Regions from separate parts of the Capra hircus genome. Here region 2 is linked to region 1. The links are chromatin contacts, called in public Hi-C maps. All regions are on one chromosome and are shown on one strand. The core of a region is the stretch at or near the end of the contact, and the rest is flanking DNA. Distances in the headings are between cores, read along the strand shown.

Region 1 (2,700 bases), core at 59-2,558:
GGTGATGGTTATAAATTAAGAACAACCACCAGCTTGGCCTCTCTCAGTAATGACTGCTCTAAGAGTCCATTCCCAGCAGACCTCTCAGGTTGGTTTGCTCTGTGGTTGGATGAATACCAAATGTTATCTGTAGAGTAAGCATTTCTGTAGTTCACACAGATAAGGTTTCCATTAAATCTCTTTACTGAATCTATTAATACATCCCTCTTCTACCTCAAATTCATTCCAATATCATCTCTCTTTCACTCTTCTAAAGATTACTTTGGCTAATCCCTTTGTTAATCCTGAACATGATTCCAGCCACTTTTCTGACTCATATGGCCAACTAGGACCCAGATACCGGATAACACACACGTCACTAAACTGGGCTAGTTAACAACAAATCTACCATGAGCCAAGAACTGCTTTCCCAAAGGTTCTCTTTCCAATTACAAAAGTCTGGTGGGGTTGAGTGTGCAGCGTGTACCCCTTCCATTTACCAGAATGGTCCCAACAGTGAAAACTAAAAGTGGAAGGCCTCTGACCAAATTAACTTACACAGGCTCTAGTTCTGCAAGGCTAAAAGTGCAGGTTTCAGAGCCTCGAATAATAACCCCCGCTGCCACCACAATTACCATTATTGTGCTGAGTTTTCCGAACACTCTTATGGGTGTTTGGAAATGTTCCGTGGTGCTCATTCAACAAAGGAAAGGACTAGGACAAGAAAAGATGAAGCGCGGAGCAGAAAGTCCGCGTGAAGACTACACCCAGAGGGGCCACGCTGGTCCGCTGGACCCCAAAGCCCCTGCTTTTGAGCGCTGCGCTCGCTATACGGCCCCTGAGCCCGCTGCCAACGCCCGGCACGCCCCACGGGGCACAGCGGCCCCACGGAAACCCAGCGAGCGCCGGGTCTGGGAGGCAGGCAAAGGCGCGCGCCGCACGCGGGCCGCGGGGCAGCGCGCTCGGATGCTGGACGCCGCCCGGGAGCGGGGACTCACCTGAAGGCCGCCACCGCGCGGGTCTGCAGGTACTTCTGGGCGGTCATGACTCCCACGAAGAGAAAGTTCCTGTCGCGCGGGACGCCATCCTGGGCCTCGCTGTGGGGCCAGAGCCGCTGCCCGCGCGCATCCCCGCGCGCCCCGCCGGCCAGGGGCACCGCGGCCGCCTGCCCGGGCCGGCAAGCCTCGGGGCTGGCGCGGCGCCGCGGGCCCGCCCGCTTCAACTCGGAGGCGCGGGGCAGCACGAGCCGCGAGGCCAGCACGAAACCCAGCACAAGCCCGAGCAGCACGCTGAGCCAGGCGCGCCGGCCGCGCACGGCCATGCCCGCGCCGCTCCGCCCGCCGGGCCGCCGCCGCCGCCGCCGCTCCGCGCGCCCTCAGCCCGCCCGCCGAGGCCAGCCCGCCCTACGCGGCCCCGCCCGGGCAGCGCCGCGGCTGCGGCGGGCCCGCCGTGCCCATCGCGGAGCGCGGGCCGCCCGCAGGCCCCGCGCCGGCGCTCGGTCCCGCTCGCGCGCGCCCGCCCTCAGGGGCGCAGCATGCCCAGCGCGCGCCGGCCGCGGCCCCCCGCCCGCGCCCCGCGCCCCGCGCTCCCCGGCCGGCTCGGCTCCCCGCGCGGCGCCCCCCGGGCGCTCGGCTCCGCTGGCGCTGCGCGCGGCACGCTGATGTCCGTGGCCGGCGCCGGCGCGGCCGCTGCTCATCGTCCGGCTCCGCGCGCCATCGCCGCGGGGGCGCCGCACGTCACGCACGGCGCGCAGGGGGCGGTGCGCTGTGGCCCCGCTCGGGATCCGTCCGCGCCGCGCGATTGGCGCGGCAGTGAATGGGGGGCGGTTCACGTGGCGAAAGTTTGCCCGAAAAAGAAAGCCCAGCTCAGAGCCCCGCCCGCGCGGTCTGCGGCGGCCCCGGGCGGAGGGGGCGTGGGTCGGGCGCGGCGCCGCCTGGGGCCGGGAGCGAGGCGCCCGGCCGCCCGTTACCCGCCCCGCCGGGGCATCCCTGCTGCGGCGCGCGGCGCTGGCTCTAGGCCGTTCCGCCCGGCCTCCGGCTGCCGCGAGACGCTGCGCCAACGTGGATCTTATCAGGGATTTCTAAGAAGGGGCTTCTTGGTCCTCGAACAGTGCACTCGTGGAGGACGAGCCGCGCGTTCCTCCTGCACACACTGTCCTCAGACACACCCGCCTCCCCACGCCCAGCCCTCCAGCCGGGCGGACCTCTCCGGCCACCTTCCCTGCGTCCTCCCGATTCACACTGTATCTTTGTTCCCGCAGCTCTGTGGGTACGAGCGAGCATGTGTAGCATAAACAGCTCAGGAACCGTTTGAAACGTGCATGACTGCAGAATGAACCGTGAATTCAGCTACCTTGTTCTCTGCTACTGGTTTCCAAGCTAAAAACAGAAAGAAAAAGAAAGCTATACTCAGTGTCCAACCTTCTAACACTAGCAGCATTTAAAGGATGTTGAAGAAATGGTAGATGGTGTTAATACGCTTTTTCTTTACATTCTACGTAGAAACTCATCAGTTTCTCTAGTCTGAGTCTTTGTGTTTTAACATCATCCATCCATAGAAGTGCCATGGGTTTCTAAAAACAGTTTTTGAGAACCGGCTTCTCTATGATGGATTTTGAATTCTATGCACTTCTTCTTAAAACAGCTAAGGTAACAAAAAGCTGATGAAATGACCACACAACAAATATTTGTGTAAATTATTATTATTTAGTCGCCAGTGTGT
Region 2 (2,700 bases), core at 73-2,572, 190 kb before region 1:
ATGTTATGGGGAGACAGGTGGGGGAACCCTGAGCCAGGGGAATGTGGAGGTAGGAGTCAGAGGCTCCTCCTGGAAAGCCACTCCTCCCCGGCCACCTTTAGGCCCCAGACAGAGAGGATGGCTCCCTTTTGTAAGGCCTCTCCCATGGTTGAAGCTGGTCAACCACGGTAAGCAGCAGCTTGGGGCTTGCCCACAAAGACATGCACTTTCCGGAGACATAAGAACCGTCCCTAAGCCCAGGAAAAGCGGCGAGTGTCCGAGGGCCTCTGCGGGGTCCCGCGGTTTCCCCAGGCCGGCAGCAGCGGTTCCCCGACCTGCGGCCAGAGGGCGCCCCGCTCCGGCGGCCCAGCCCCGCCTTTCTGCCTGGCGCCGCCGCCAGGGCCTGCAAAGCAATGGGTGCCCGGGCTCGCAGCCCTCTGAGAAGAGTTTGTGGGCTTGATGAGTTTACTTTACCAAGTATTCCCGAGTATGACCATGTGGGGAAGAAGGAGCCCTGTGGCTGTGTGTGGACACATGTAAACACAGACCCTGAAGCTGCCACAGGAGCCCTGCTGTGCCCTGCGGAGCGGCTGAAGGGGAAGCCGGCGGGCTCTCTTCGCTGCACTTCCTGGAACTTTCTCATCAATACCTTGCATTCCTCATGGACTAGAAATCGTTTAAAATGCAACCTGGTTTCTGTATATGTCACAGGCCGGTGAGGAGTATTTTCTGTGGGTGTGTGTACATGTGTAGGCATGTGTGTGTGATGTGGGTGTGTGTCTGTAAGTGTTGGGGGGTGGGGGGTGTGGTGCATGGTATGGTTACATGTCTGGGCACTGTGTATGCGTTGGGCGGGGTGGTGTGCATTTGTGTGTACGGTGTGGGTATGTGTCAGTGTGGTGTGTGGTATTTGTTGCTTGGGTGTTTCTGTGTGTGTGTGTGTGTGTGTGCACATGCTTTGCTTTTCTCTCTAGCACGTGGACCAGGTGCAAGCCCCAGTAGGGCCACATGTCCACTCTGGGGGTTTTCACAGGGTGAGGGTCAGCAACATATCAGGAGCAGACAAAGGGTTGGAGGGGAAGTCTGGGAACCCAAACGCTTTTCCTGTGAGAGTCTCTCAGTGCAGGCAGCTTCTGAAACTACAGAGTTTCCACAGTCCTCACAACTAGGACCTTCTCATCCTTGCACTGTTCTCAGATGAATTCCTCAAATGTTCTCAGCCAACGAGGGCAACAGGGAGCACAACTGCAGTTCGTCCCCACAAAGAACAGCCTGCCCCTTACATGACAGCCATGCAGGAGTCTCAGGGCCCCTGGGCTCTGCCCCGGCTCCCCTCATTCCGGAGCTGTAGGTTCAGAGCCAAGAAACTCAAGACCCAGAGCCTCATGAACGGCTGTGGATTATGAGGGAGGTAGGAGGGGGCGGGCAGCCAGCGATCCTCCACTGAACCATGAGGCCCCCTGAGCTCCACTTAACCCTGAACGCACCTCTTTAGTCCAGCCATGGTGAGACAGGCAGAGGTGCAGGGGCCTCCCTGGTGGGCCTGTGAGGACCTGCCCCACAGACATGAAGCACAGAAGAAGGCACCGAAGAGGCCTGGCCAAGGCCATCTGTGCAGCTAAACTGTGACTGGGGCAGAGTGGAGAAAAAAAAGACAGTGAGTGCTGCGTGCCGCTGTATTTCCCAAAGCTCGACAGTATCTCTCATCTCTGAGCTTTACTGCAACTGGCTTTGACTTTGTCTCATCAGGGTGCTGGTGGGGACCTATACCCCCTCCCTTGAATCTAGAGGACCGGTGACTTGCTTGTAATCAATGGAATGAAGTTGTGTGACTTCCAAGTGAAAGTGGCTCAGTCATGTCTGACTCTTTGTGACCCCATGGACTAGTCCATGGAATTCTCCAGGCCAGGATACTGGAGTGGGTAGCCTCTCCCTTCTCCAGGGGATCTTCCCAACCCAGGAATCGAACCCAGGTCTCTCTCATTGTAGGTGGATTCTTTACCAGCTGAGCCACGAGGGAAGTCCAAAAATACTGGAGTGGGTAGCCCTGCAACATTCAGTCAGAAAAGGAATGAAGCTGGGCATTCACCTCTGGGAACCTGAGCCCCAGGTAGGAGTCTGACTGTGGTGAAGCCACCATGTTGGGAGGAAGTTGAAGCCCCACAGAGATGCCATGTGTATGCTCTCTGACCAGCAGCCCCAGGTGAGGTCACGGTCAGAAACCAGCACCATGTGAAGGAAACAAGATGGCGGTTGCCTTCAGATGACTCCTGCTATCTGGTTACCTTCGGTTGTCACCTGAGGCTCTGAGGCCTCAGATGTTACAGGGTTGAGGCAAGCCAGTCTCCTGTGCCCTGTCCACATTCTGGACCAGAGAACTGTGAAGATAGGAAGCTGGATGTATGCTACGAAGTTGGGGTGACTTGTTATGCAACAACAGAAACTACACGAGTGGCCAAGGAAAGCGTCCTGAAAGCTGGGTTAACCACCCCCTTCCCCTTTCATGAATGCTGCCAGGAAGCGAGATGCCATTAGTCCTTTGGAGAGTTAGTCTCTCTTTAACAGATAATGACCCAGGCTCGGGGCCATGGGAGCTGCCTCCTACAGGGTAGCTTTACTGTGAGCCCTCACAGCCCAGGGAACCAAAGTCAGCAGACCCTGCCAGGCAGAAATGGCCTGCATCTTCCCAGGCTCAAGGAAGGCACTGGCAGCTGAGAGCTG

Evidence for each region. A called contact is a pair of places that touch in the nucleus more often than the background predicts.
Region 2: a contact with region 1 is called in a Hi-C map of blood, with 2.4 times the contacts expected there. The contact joins the enhancer-like site here to the promoter of CHSY1 in region 1. A contact is called at or near these places in 4 of 5 Hi-C or Micro-C datasets (blood and liver).

The regions. Positions count from the first base shown.
Region 1 is chr21:4,511,104-4,513,803 of ARS1.2, reverse strand. CHSY1 (chondroitin sulfate synthase 1) reads right to left here and starts at 1,308. Exons shown (of 3, transcript XM_018066428.1): 1 at 978-1,308. The coding sequence starts at 1,300.
Region 2 is chr21:4,700,968-4,703,667 of ARS1.2, reverse strand. No RefSeq gene overlaps it. Among named protein-coding and RNA genes, the nearest start is that of LRRK1, 160 kb to the left of the region's middle. Within about 2 kb of position 1,322, at least 2 of the 5 cell types and tissues checked have an H3K27ac peak or open chromatin away from gene starts, as enhancers often do.